2 separate regions of the Mus musculus genome follow, and region 1 is linked to region 2. The links are chromatin contacts, called in public HiChIP or PLAC-seq maps. All regions are on one chromosome and are shown on one strand. Each heading gives the region's core, a stretch centred on a gene start, on an enhancer-like site or on the middle of the called end of the contact. The rest is flanking DNA. Distances are from core to core; before and after follow the strand shown. Region 1 overlaps Kalrn (kalirin, RhoGEF kinase). Region 2 overlaps Kalrn (kalirin, RhoGEF kinase).

Evidence for each region. HiChIP or PLAC-seq counts read pairs in DNA pulled down with a chosen protein or histone mark.
Region 1: an H3K27ac HiChIP or PLAC-seq map of heart atrium shows a contact between it and region 2, with 7 read pairs. The contact joins two enhancer-like sites. A contact is called at or near these places in 3 of 484 Hi-C or Micro-C datasets (the N1E-115 cell line, cerebral cortex and nephron progenitors), 3 of 115 datasets of contacts at active chromatin or transcription factors (fibro-adipogenic progenitors, heart atrium and neural progenitor cells) and 2 of 9 other capture datasets (adipose tissue and pancreatic islet).

The regions. Positions count from the first base shown.
Region 1 is chr16:34,464,042-34,470,926 of GRCm38.p6, forward strand. The region is part of intron 1 of Kalrn (kalirin, RhoGEF kinase); the gene reads right to left. Among named protein-coding and RNA genes, the nearest start is that of Kalrn, 47 kb to the right of the region's middle. Within about 2 kb of position 2,805, at least 6 of the 459 cell types and tissues checked have an H3K27ac peak or open chromatin away from gene starts, as enhancers often do. A contact at or near this core is called in heart atrium, where this site is marked.
Region 2 is chr16:34,367,061-34,373,979 of GRCm38.p6, forward strand. The region is part of intron 3 of Kalrn (kalirin, RhoGEF kinase); the gene reads right to left. Among named protein-coding and RNA genes, the nearest start is that of Kalrn, 140 kb to the right of the region's middle. Within about 2 kb of position 5,546, at least 71 of the 459 cell types and tissues checked have an H3K27ac peak or open chromatin away from gene starts, as enhancers often do. A contact at or near this core is called in heart atrium, where this site is marked.

The DNA of each region.
Region 1 (6,885 bases), core at 1,555-4,054, 94 kb after region 2:
GTTACTTCTTTGCTCTAAGTATCGGTTTCTCTGGTTACAATGTAACAATGATAAACCAGCTATGATGGTACAAGCCTGTAATGGCAGCACTCAGGAGGCAAAGGCAGGAAGATTTGGAGTTCAAAGCCAGCCTGGGCTACTCAGTGAGTAGTCATCTGTCTGTCTGCCTACCTGCCTGCCTGTTTGTCAGTCTGTCTCTGTCTCTGCATATTTGTCTTTCCCCTCTGCCTGTCTCTCCTTTCTCTCTCTCTCTCCCTCTCCCTCTCTCCCTCCCTCTCTCTCTCTCTCTCTCTCTCTCTCTCTCTCTCTCTCACACACACACACACACAAAGATAATATCCTCCTGTCAAAGTTATTGTAAAAATAATAAAACATTGTGACATACAGTAGGTATTAAATTTTAGTCCTTTCTCTAGTCTTACTACGGAGTTTCCTCTGAGTGTTTAAAAAAATATATGTGAGGTTAATATTCTGTGGCTTCCTTGTCAGATAGAATGAAATAAGAGCAAATGTCATTTGAATTCATCCCTTATATTAATATAAGCTAATAATGTATGAATATACAATAACCTCAGGTGGTGTCGCATAAGAACCTGCCCCCTCCCCCTTTCTTGCTATTTTGCCCAGAATTAATCTAATTAAATCAATGCATGCTCCCCTTTCCTGGAATAGAAACTGTGATAATCGTCTCCTTAATTTCAGTAATTGATTAACATAACTAATACCTGTCGCCTACATCAGAGCCCACCTCTCCAGGGCTGATGTCCCCAAACGCTGCCTGAAAGATAACCCAAGAGCTCACTTCTGATGCTCCCTAGATAGACAAGTCACACAGGAGGGTTTGAGTGGCTTATTTTCACTACATTATATGTTGATCAGGGAGTGATGTCACAACACAGGTGTCGAGGTCAAAGGATGCCTTTTGGAAGATGGTTCTCCTTCCACCATGTGGGTTCTGGGACCCAGCTCAGGTCGTCAGGCTTGGCAGCTCTCTACCCTTTGAGCCACCTCACCAGCCTGGTTAGGAGCTCTTCATCAGGCTTCCAAAAACTTTCCTATCAAAAAGCCAACAGTCTTTTCAAAGCCCACAGCTGTTCTTCCATAACAAGGTTCCACAGAAGCTTCTGATCCCAAGAATCCCCCTACAACCAGAACCTGGCCTGCCTTCCAGTGCTCTTCTTGTAATGGCCTGTTCTGCAAATCTTAATCACAAGGCAGAGACTTGCACTGAAGCCATCTTACAAGTTCATGAGTCACTTCCATTCTTGATGGCCTTTCGCTATTGACCAAACACGTCCAGCCCAGTGGAGATAACTACTTCTTTGTCACGTAGCTTCCATACCAGACTGCAGTGTCTTCTCCTGTGTGTGTGTGTCCCTTCCCAACACACACATCTCTAGTTCCAGTGATGCCCTGCAGAGCAGTAAGAGGTGGGAGAATCTCACTCCCCCTTCACAATGGATGCCCAGCAATATGGAAGGAAACCATTATGCTTGTATGCACATTTTAGTAAATCAAGCATTCAAGACAAAGCATTTGTTGTGAACAAACCACGTGCCTCATGGTGCTCAGATGCTAAGATAGGAGGCTAAATAACATGCTACTCATATATAAGAGTGTCACACTAGTCCCCTAGAACGTCACGATGTGGCCCAGCTTCCAGAAAAGCCTACTTTTTCTGCACCTAGAGGTATCCTTGATTCTTCTCCTAAAATACAAAAGACAAAATCGATGGGTAAGTCTGAACATCACACCCATGTCTGTCTCCGAGTTTGTATCTTCATTGAGTAAAGTGTTAACAGGAAAGGATGCGGGATGGAGGGTTCATCAGGCTTCCTCATCTGTTTCTTTGAACTTCCCATGGATCTAATTATTTCAGGTTTTAAAAAAAGATTTTAAATAGATAGATGAGATTTCAGTGACAGTTCAAAGTCTAATAAAAGGCCTAACCTTGGGTGAGTCTACCCACTCCAATACTTCTGGAAATATGCACAGAAAAAAAAAAAAACACCTGAAAGCAGAAACTTCAGGCAAAAGCTCACACTCTACTGTCTCACAGAGAACTTGTCATACTGTGCACCATACATCTGAATATGTATAGTGCCTGTTCCTTATTCCAATTCTGGGATATCTGGAGGCTCAGTGCACATTGCCTGTGCTCCCTGTAACCTGGAGGGTCTGCCCAGGTGGGGAGTTAAACCAGCAGGACTTAGAATCCAACATACCTGGTTCTCAAATAGAAGCCACCACTTCCTAGCTGTAGGACCTGGGCACATAATTTGTCCTCCTCCATCTGCTGCAAAAGGATGCTGGTGGCAGGTGCTACTACCAATGTGTCAATAAATAACTTAGTACGAAGCACATGAGAAAGACCAGCATCCACCAAAACTATTTATGGTCCTAGAACTCTGGGCAGGAAAAGGTCTGGGTTTTCAAGGCACATTCTTCCTTGCTTTTCAGTGACAAGTTGTCTGTCTTTCTCTATATTCTGGCACCTCTCTAACCTGCCTAGACATCTCTGTTATCCAGTTACCTCAGCCCAGGACTCCTCAAGTGAAACTTCAATGAATGATCAGTTTGAATTTTTATGTTGTTTTTCTTTTATTACAATCTGTCATCAACTAATACTTTAGTGGAAAAAATTAAATAACACTGCCAGAGGAGTGTTAATTTTAAAAACAACATTTAAGCTCTAATTTCTTAATTTTTAGATTCAACAGACACGTTACTTTGCAAACTGGTGTGAAGTTTCTAAATACAGCCTTTCCATTTCTGTCCCCCTCACCGCTAGCTGGCAGCAAGCATTTGGCAGAGCTCTGCAGTGGACAGGGAGCTCCACTCGGCACCTCCTTCCTCCAAGACAGCCAGGGGAACGTTAACAATCAAGGTTTAAAGTCTCTGTGCTTTGCATCCTGACTTCAATTCCTCACTTAGATTCAAACTCTCTCAGTGCTAGGACCATGTCCACTGGGCCTTGAATATGACCAGACACCTCATGGGAGCTTAATTACCTGCTGACAACCTAAAGATTTAAACAGACATATTATTTACTTTTACCTTTTCACAGTTTAGACAACTTAATGGGTGCGTTTGTAAAGACCTGCCCCAGGAGGACACTCTGTCCCTTGGCATCCCTCCTTGTTTGTCTGAGCCTCGTCTCTCTTTTTCCCCCACTACTGGATGCATCTCCACTTAACTGAAATGCACAGATATGGTCACTGCTTCTTTTCTACTGAAGGAAAAGACAGAATAAATTGCAGAAAGTGCCATTCATCAACTCCTGCCTCTCTAGATAAACATGCGAGCAAACGGAGAACATCTATTAATTTACTTCCCGGGGATACCGTCAGGCTAATCTCTCAGTGTCACTCCAACACTGGCACATGATGGCTGTCCAATAAGCACCTATGCAAAGGGTCACAATGTGCCAGCAAGTCACAAGGGCTGCAAGCCACATCTTCACTGTGTCACTGGGAATGTATGCACAATTTTAACCAAAACAGGGCAGTGAATTGCACTGGAAGTCAGGTCCAGGCATTCTAAAGAGGTTGGCTACTCAGACCGGACAGTAAAATCAGACAGAAAAACATTTTAAACACTCACGCCTGTACCTCAGTCGCAGAGATTATTCCACGCGACTAGTCTAAGAACTCAGAAGGTCCTTAGATGTATGCTCAGAAGACAAATGACTGGGTTAATAGGTGAGGAGTTGGGGCAGATGTGAAGCTGGTCCTGACTTCTGTCCCTACACACCCCTACCCTAGAGGGTCTTCTCCCAAGGGTTAGCCTCAAGCTCCAGCCAGGATGTATCCCTCTTTGTCTTCTCTCGGGTCTGAAGCAGAGGAGGCTGCTTTGAAATACTGTGCTCTAAGAAAGCATGGATTTGCTTCATCCTTGCCTTTTTCAAGCAACAAACTTTGGGGCTTTCTGAAACGCACACCCAGAAGGCCCCTGAGCCTCACTGGCCTCTGCTCACACAGGATGCGAACACTTCATCTCATTTATTTCTTATTAATCTAATGGTTGTTCATCGATTGTTTTTCTGGAGGCTTCTAAGTCCAAGATCGTGTCTGAGACTGCAGACTTCCAGGGCAGAGAGGCCAGGGACGGGGATGAGAGATGCCAGCTGCCTACTGAGGGCAGACAAAGGTAACAAACTCAAGGCCTCATGAAGTATCGACCGCCCCGTGTCAAGGAGCAAGGAAAGGTTGGCTGAACTCATGAGCTACACCAGCAGTGTGATTTTGGGGCTGCCCAAGCTTCTGATCTTTGGATACCTTTTGGGGATGCTATTATTTTTTGGCTGTCAGAGACCCCCACCCCAATGCTTTCATGACCTGGAGGAGCCCCTGAATTTGTCATTCTCCCTCTGCATCCTGGCCTTCCCACTCCTTGAGCCGCATACTGAGATAATCTGGATGCTGTGTGGGGGTATCTAGAAGGAGATGAACACGGGGAAACTGGGGAATCAGCTGTGAAATCCAACACATTTTTTTTTTAAGGTGGAAAATAAAGGAAGAGAGAAAATGCCTTAGACGCTGGGAAAGCACCTTCACCAGACACTCCTCGGGTCTCCCCTTCCTACCCACCTAATAGGTTTCATTGTTCACATGACTTGCCCTACATCAGAAAATACTCCTGTACTTGTTCAGGATATCTACCCTGCTTTAAGAACAGTTGGAAACCACAGACTTCCTTGCTGAACTTGGAGCTTTTTAGTCATCACTGGAAGCTTTGGAAACATCAGAACTGCTAAATGTTGCTTGTTTTATTCCCTCCGGTCTGCCTGCCTGCATATTGATGATGCTCTATCACCAGCACTAACAGGCATTTTCTGGGATAATTTTGCCTCCACACCCAAATGGAAAAGGACCCTTGTTTCTTAGTAGGTTCCCTCCTTCAGTTCTTATAATTCATGAGCTAAATTTTGGGCTGTACTCAGACCATCCCCGCTTGCAAGCAGCAGGGTCAAGATTCAAACCCAGGGAACTATGACACCATTGCTCACAGAGGCTCATCTTCCTGAAGGCACCAAAGAGTTAAATCTGACTGACTTCCATTCCAATGCAGGACTCAGGAAGCCCCAACTGACTAGCTCCTCCTACGGGGCTCCATCAACTGTGTGGCTTGCCTAAACCATCAGCATGGAGGAAAAAGAAAAGCAACATCATCGTCCAAATGCAGGCAGACATGAGAGCACACATGGTGGAAAGGAGAAGGGTAGCATCCGGACCAAAGAGGTACCCTGTGGGCCCATCTGAGATATCCCCTTCCCAGGAGCACCTCTCAACTGTAAGATTCTGAAAAAGATGATTCATCCATTCACCATCAAATTGGTATATATTAAATACCTAGTGTGTGCCTGGGACCACGACCTGTACCACGGTTGGGGGGGGGGGGCGCACACAGCACAGTGAACAAAGCAGCCACAGTTCCGATCTTCATAGAGCCAGCTGCTATAGAGGAGCAAGACGGGGGTTCCAGGGCCTCTGTGTGGTAACAGAACCTCCTGACACACTACCTTAAATTTAGAGCTGAAGCACTTTTGTGGGAGGAGAAGGAGGAGTATAGGAAACCAAACTGGTTGCTATGCAACCGTGATGATTTATTCTTAGCCAGAGCAGGAAGAGCAGCATGGAGCAGGGAAAGCAGCATGGCGCAGGAGTGGGTGGGGGGTGGAGCCGGGTGTGGGGGAGGCTGGAGGAGGACAGAGTGGGAGGCAAAGTGGGGTGCACAGCAGTGCTGAGGCTGCACCTGCAGGCCTCACCCCCAGAGGCTCACACAAATGCATGTACCACAGCATTTGCTCTCAGGGGGCAGTTAGGAGATTATGAGGACAGCCCCAGGAACCACAGAAAAGCCCTTGTTTGGAAGCTTGAAATTAACCTTCAGTATAAGTAGACTCGTACCGATACCAAAAAGGGACACATAATATAAGATTGAACATAAGAGCCCACCACGGGGGATAGAGCTCACATGCTTAGAGACGCTTAGCCAGTAAGTATTTTCTAAGCTCCTCTAGGTTCACCGTCACCTGCAGGAGCATGGGGAGGGGTAGGAGGTGATGGCCCCTTGCTGAAGCAAGACATGTGCCAGTGGAATGCAGGGGCCAGCTCAGTGATGACAGATATATCCTTGTGACCTGGGGCTGTGTGCAAGACCTGGCTCAGCACTGGGCCTGTTCTGGGAAGACCATGGCAGGTTAATTTCACATCTCAGGGCTTCAGGCGCCTGACCTCTCAATGGAGAGACTCACACCAAACAGTCGTTCACATACAACACCTATGTCTTTGACACTGCACACAATACAGGGTTTAGGTGAAGGTAGAGCTGAGTACCTTGTGGAATACTTAGGAAGAGCTGCCTGGAAAAGGTGGGGCTGAGAACAGTGGGGTAGGGACTTGGCAAAGCATGAGGGAGACTGGGAAACTTGCTCAAAGCTGTGCCGCAGAACTGAGGTATAAACCCTGAGCCTGCAGAGCCTCCACTAGCCCATGCTGCCTCTCTGAGACACTGAGCTAAGAAAGGGAGGTGTGAGCAGAGACTCCGGAAAAGAACATGTACAGAGATGCTGAACAGCTGAAAATAGGCAGGGTTCATAAAGGAAGAGTGCTGAAGCAAGAACCAGCTATGACCATCCCGAGAGTGCAGTGAACAGAAAGCATAGGACCCGGTGGTCAGCAGCCAACATCTGTCACGCACTGGGTGGTACAGAAGGCAGTGGTATATGAAAGACGCTTTGATTTGAATTAATTTATGACTAGGAAGATAAAATGATGTGAAGATTAATAATTAGCGAGGCACTACAAAAAGTGTCAAGCAAGGTGTAAAAAAAAATCATAATACTGTTTAAAGGGTGAATGGCTGCTTCCACACATAAGGGAT
Region 2 (6,919 bases), core at 4,296-6,795:
AGTTTCAAAATTACAGAACTTGATGGCCTTAGCCTGGGGAGTAAGAACTAGGTTCTTCAAGGCACAGCCATGCTGGTAACTGGACAGGAGAGCCAAATACTGTGCATGCTAGGCAACCCCACGCTAGGACATCACACTGGGTACCGTCTGACTGCAGGGAGCCAAGTACCACTTCCCCCATCTCACTTCCTAATCACTCACTCCTGTGCTCCGTCCCAGGTCTCGGCCTGAACAAAGCCCACCCGTCTCATCAGAATCCATCATGGCCATGTTAGTGAACCACACTGGATGTGACTCATAGCCACAACCAAAGACTAGATCTTAATACCACCTTTTCCTCTCCTGACACAGATCTCCTGTGTCACAGTGGTCATCACCCCATAAGACAGACATGCCACTCCTGCTTCTCCCGACTGCCGTTAGTTGCCTTCTGGGTTATGCTTGCCTCTCTCATCCCTCCATGTCCCTGTGTTTGCCCACTCCAATCCCACCTTTGCCTAGAGAGCGTCTAATCGGCTTTCAAATCTCAACGTACAAGGCTCTTCCTCCAGGAAGTCCTCCTCTCTCACTATCCACTCCCCTCACAGTCAAGAAGGTCTTCTAACCTTGTGCTTACCTGGCAAGGCATCTGTCAAATGAGTTAACTATGAACAGGCTCTGAGTGATCAATACCTGTGTCCCTCTATAGATCGATATGGCTTCACAGGGAAGACTTAGGATTGGGGTTCAGCAAAGTGCACAAGCATGAGGACCTGAGTTCGATCCCCTAGAATCCACATAAAACGTGAAGTGTGGTATGTGTCTGCAATCCTAGTTTGGGGAAGGAGAGAACAGACAACGTCTGAGCTAGCTGGCTGGCCAGCCTAGCTTACCTGGCAACCTTTGAGCCACTGAGAGACCCTGTCTCAAAAAAACAAGGTGGACAACTGAGGAATGTCACCTGAGGTTGGCCTTCAGCCAAACACACACATACACATTGCTGTACATATGAATACATGCATATGCACATGCACACTCACACAATGATAAAGGAAAAAGGAGAACCTAGTTAAGAAGGTGCTCATAAAGAACATACCATTACCTAAATATGCCATACTATCCATTGATTCATTCACCCAACAAGTACTTACTGAGTATTGATTTTTGTAGCTGACCTAAATCTAGGGATCTGGAATATAAATGTGCACAAAGGCAGAAAGAATCGTGAACATTATATTCTAGAAGGAGAGCTAGATGCTACACAGTGCTAAAGAGAGTGGGCAATACGGAAGAACTCGTCAGATACTTGGGGCAAGTCACTTGAAGAGCAGATATTTACATATCTGGGTATCTAAACCCTGAGAAAAGACCAAGAAAAGAACTCAGGCAGAAAGAGCAGGCCACGCCCAAACCCTGGGGGAGAGGTGAGGACCACCTGTGTGTTGCTCTGCCACCAAGCAGGAGACAGGAAAAGTGGAGTTGAGTGAGGAAGCAGGGGACCAGCAGTCATATGGGGCTAGTGTGCTGTATTGTGAAGACAAGACCACAAGCTGGAGAGGCATCAATTATCACCCCAAACACTGCAGCGTGAAACAGCAAAGACGGGACATCATATGCTAATTTTAAAAAATAGCTTTTACTGATTATCTGAGGTTCTGTGTATGGTAAGTACTTTATATACAATATGTAATTTATCCCTCACATGAAACTCTGTACAGAGCAATATCACTCCTACTGTATGGTTACAATGTCATGGATGTTTGGTGTAACCTGTGTGAATGCAAAAGCCCCAAATCAGGACGAGGCCACCCTGACTTCCCCACGGGGCACTGTAAGGCACCTATCAGTTGGTCTTCACTGTGCTCTGGCCTGACTCTTTTTGTCCCAGTCAATATGTCACCTGAAATTCACCCTGTTCCCACGAATGTCTGGCAGATTCTCACTGTAACTAGCTACTGCAATAAATATAACATGAGATAACATGAGTCTATCCTGGAGGTGGCTGGAGGCAGAGATCAGCAGCAAACTCCCCTCCAGCTGACCAGCAGAGCAGGCAAAGCTGCCCTTTGCTTACTAGGACTGCTTTGTTAGCAAGATGGTTAGCAGTGTGTGTGTGTGTGTGTGTGTGTGTGTGTGTGTGTGTGTGTGTGTATGGGGTGTTAGAATACTAGTGTGGAGTCCAGGAAAGACCAGTGTTTGGGCTTGGGTTGGGTTGGGATGGGACATAATTGACCTGTAAATCAGACCTATTCATAAGGTTATCAAATGTTGGTGACAAATTCAAAGGCTAGCCTGGTCACTGAGGGAATAATTCAGAGAGGAAGGACAATTCACACCAAGGACTCTCTGTTTAATGCCACTCCACTGTTACGATGTTATAGCTACAGACAAGAATGCCAGCTGCAGACTAGGTACAGAGGAGCCTGGAGACGTCTTACCCATGGCTCCTGGTTAGACTTCTATGCTTGGAGACATCACCATGAATAAGTAGTGAACAGAGCAGAGAAAGAAAAGAACAGCAGCCTCAAACAAGCCATTTGCTCTCTACTTGCTGCTCCCAAGCTCCGTCCATCCTTCTACGAACTGAATGAACTGAAAGAGAAAGGGAGAAACTGCTCCCCTTGATCCATCCCTGCTGGGATTCTACATCATCCTCAGAAGCATGGAGACCCTGGCTATGGTCTCAGGATCCATTGAATCTGCTCTGCGCTCCTCACTGGGTCTTGCCAGTTCTCTGCTGATTGCCACAAACCAGGCCACACCTGCTTTCCTAAATAACCAGCAGTCAGCAGGTGTGGGAGAAAACTGTTAAGGACACATTAGCACTTGCTTTGAGCTTTTCTAATCTGTATAAACAAGAACACTGGAGCACTGTCAGCAATCATGGCTCAGAGGGCCTCTCCGTGACTGCTCGTCCAAAGGGGAGAGTAGGAGCAGAAGGCTTCCTATGCCTGCCACAGATGTCTCTCCTTCGGGTCACTGTGAGGCCACCATTAGCTAATGTTCTACTGGGGTGTGATTTAGATGTCACTGAGGCCACCTAGGGAGCCATACTAATTAACCCAAATATTTGGTTTTTGCTCTTGTTTTGGTTCATTGGAAGACTGTCTCCTATACCAGTTATTATACTAAAGGTTTAGTGTTTTGTGTGTCTGTGCATAGTCACATGTCCATGTATGTGGGGAACAGGGTGCACCTGCATAAATGTGCTCCTATGTGTGGATGCCAGAGGTCAGCCTCAGTTATCTCTCCTCCAGGGTTACCCATGCACTTTGTTTTTTAGAGATAGTGTCTCTTATTAGCCTGGAGCGTGACCAATAGGCTCGGCTGTCTGGCCAGAGAGCACCAAGAATCAGCTTTTCTCTGCTTCCATTTTTTTTTAATGCAAATGTTGTGGATGGTACCCAGGTCATCATGTTTGTTGAGCCATCTCATCCCCAGCTGGTGTCTTTTCTATGCCATGCAACAAACTATCTTTTGTCTCTGAATCTTGTTCTATGAGGGTCAGAGGATGACGCTGGGTATAGTACAAGATGATGCTTTACCCTAAATGTATAACCTTAAATGTAACATGCAGCCTATGTGCTACAAACAACCAAGGATAGCTATGAATGAAGACTAATACAAGTCTGTAAGCTGTTGTGTTACAATGTTACAAAACTGTACAGCCTGGATGATTCTGATTGAAGGGTGTAGGGTGGGGCTGTCCTGCCCCTCCCCCCTGCCCCCACTGCTTCTAGCACAGGCATTTAAGGTATACTGTGCTTCAGTCCACTTCCAGGACAAGGACGCACGCCCTGTCAGCTGCACTCCCAGGTTTGGCAGGACTAGTGTTCTGGTCAGATACTCAGGGAAACCAGAAGCAGAAGGCAACTAAGGAAGTTTGGTGCTTTCTAACTCTTTAAAACGCATTACCTAATTTCACCCAGATGAGTCTGTTTACAAAAGCCAGGAGCAGGGAGTGGCCACTTCAGTGTTTCTTCCTGAATGAGGAAAAGTGGAATATTAAACAGCAGTGACCCAGGCTTTAGGGTTCCACCCAGCATTTCCAAGCCCCATCATCAAGTGGGAGCTCAAAGGCCCAGTCCTCAGCAGAACTTCTCATCCTTCCACCATCTCTAAAGCTACCTTTAAACAAGCATACATGTGCAAATGAAGTATGGCCAGAAAGGAAAAAGATTATCCATCCTGAAGATGTTCAAAGAGTCCTGGTAAAGGGACTTGCAAAGAGCTCTGGGACCAGTGTGAGAAGGGTGGGCGCAGTGGAGGCATGCAGCCTCCCAGAGGAGAAACCACCCTTCCTCCTGCAAGAGGCCATCCAGCTTGTGGCACCACCCCATGCAGCCTTTGTCATTAGCAAGGTCTTTTCAGCTGGACTCTGAAGGAGCTTCTGTTCACAAAGGAGGAAGGACACTGGCAGCGGCAGCTGGCCCAAGATGTGGTGGAAGAAGGAACTGCCCTCTCCGAGAGAAGACTGCCTTGGACACTCAGGAACACTGCAGCCACTGCCCATCTGCAAGGCTAGGAGGCCGCAAGTTCAGGGGCAGGTGGGATGGGAACAGACATGGTTGCCTAGGGCATGACCTCTCTCCTTTTCTTCCTGTTACTCAGAACATGAAGCAGAAAGGAAATGGACACCAAAGCAGTGGATGGAAAGAAAGAAAAGAACAATCTGGAAACTGATGTCTCTGTCCTCCCCTCTGCCTCCCTCTCCCTCTGCAGCAAACCAGAGCCTTGCACCTACACTTTCTCTTCACCTGCCAGTCTGACCAAGTCTGAAGGATGGAAAAACCTGTTTTAACCTAAAGAAAGCAACATAATTACTAATCACACCTGTGAGTAACAGGCCAAGAGAGAGTTCCCATGTGACTAGTAAGCTGGACACATTTTGGTTTAATATTTCCCCCTGATTCCAGAAATACAACCAGACCATGAGCCTTCCTGAAGGCAAAACCTGGAGCCCCCTAACTCTCCCAAATAGTCTGCAATTGAGCAGAAAGGGCCATATGATCATTTGACAAACCCCTTGGGATTGGTGTATGTAAGCAACTGTCCTGAGAACTCACAGAACGGATAAAGTTCTCCATGGTAGTCAGGGCTGGGCAGTGTGAGGAAGGGCTGGCCCTACTGCAAGTCTACTACACGGAGTTTCTCTTCAGCTGGCCAGTTAGAAAACCTGGATTTCCGGTATCCCAATCTGGAAATCAAGGATGTTCTCTTCCCACAGAGAACCAGGATGGGGTGTGTCACAACACCGGGGTCAGACTTTGGCTCAGGCACCACGCCAAAACCCAGCACACGAATGACGGGTGATGGGAACAGATAAAATTCCAGCTGTGGACAGAACAGTATGAGAGATGTGAGGGAGAAAATGCTCCGGCATGAGGGCCTTGGAGCTCTCCAAGCCAGCCGTGGTCCTCAAGTGACCTAACAGAACTGGGAGTTAGGAGAGAAGGAGGCTCTGGGAGAAGAGAAGAGGCGGGGCCATCAGGACACACACTGGGATTACATCAGTATATTATCCGGAAACATATCTGTCCCTGCTGAGTCACCACACTGACGACAGAGTACTCTGTCTGGGCTCTGGGAGAACGGTCTGTCATCCTTGCTCAGTTTAGGAGCAGCAGCACCTCCTCAGGGAGACAGGCCACTCCTGTGCCTCCAGGCTTCTGCATGCTTCCGCCGGAAAAGGGCTTGACAGGGGACAGGAGATGTCCTGAAGGAGGCTTAGTCTGGTGACTTCAGGCTGGCATGACTCCCTAGTACTGGCTCTGAGGAGTTTAGGAGTGAGGCTCTTTTACCTGGGTGCTCTGCAAACTTAGAGACAAGTAGTAAGAACCCTGCTAACGCTTTCTACTCATAAGGACTCATGTCCTATGGACAATCTGACCTCATGAAAAGACTTGACCTTAGACCTGCTATCTGTGGCAAACTAGGCTTAATGGCCCTTTTCAATTTATGTTCATCCAATACTGGACGGATGAGGGAGAAGTGTGGAACAGATCTTATCTAAGGCAGCTCTGAACATCATGAGACAGTGGGCAAACGGCTCTCAGTAGAGGATAGCAACACACAGAAACGCCCTGGGGAGCGCTGTTTCTCCCATGTTCTTGCCTTCCGAGTGCAAAGAGGAAAAACAGTGTTTAGAAGGAAAGGTTTGAAAAGACAAATGAAGCCTTTCTCTCCAGCTCTGGCTGCTGAGAGTGAATGAAAGCTGTGGGCGCCCTGAGAGGTAGCACGGGACTTCTGCTCTGCTACGAAGGAAGGCAAGCCGGTGGCTGAGCTCTGCTTTTCTCTAGCTGCTCAAAATACGATTTTATAAAAGAAAGGTAGGGATTATTACATATATGCTATGTTCTTTAAGCAGATTTCCCCCCAAATAACATCATTATAAAATGCCTAGTTTCAGCTGGCGATTGTATGTCTAAGCTAGCCATTTCCACATGCAGTATTTTATTTGAATTTACTACATTTATCAGAGGAAACTTGTAGTAAACCTATGTTGTAGTGGACAAACAGTAATTATCTATGGTTACTTAAATTTTAGTATTTAATAAAAGTGTTTAAAGTAGAGCTGGCAAACATGAGACCTGATGCACCAAGGAGAGAACATTACAATTTGGAGCCTCTCGCCTTCCCACCAGCAGAGCTAAGGTAGTCTACCACTTGGTGGCGGCATACCTGAGTTGCCAAAAGTCTTTAAGGAAGGCAGCCTCTGTATAAAACCAGTGTCCAGGAGCATCAGTATCTCGTGGATGCTTGAGAGCATACACTACTCTGAAGGCCAACGAAGGGCAGAGCAAAAAACCTAACCAATGATGATTCTGGGAAGTAATGAATGGGAAATGTGCTGGCAATGTCCCTGAAATGGGGGGAGGGAACAGCACCAAATCTGTTGCCAAGGAAGAAAAGCAACCCCCTTACTGCTGCTCAGCATCTG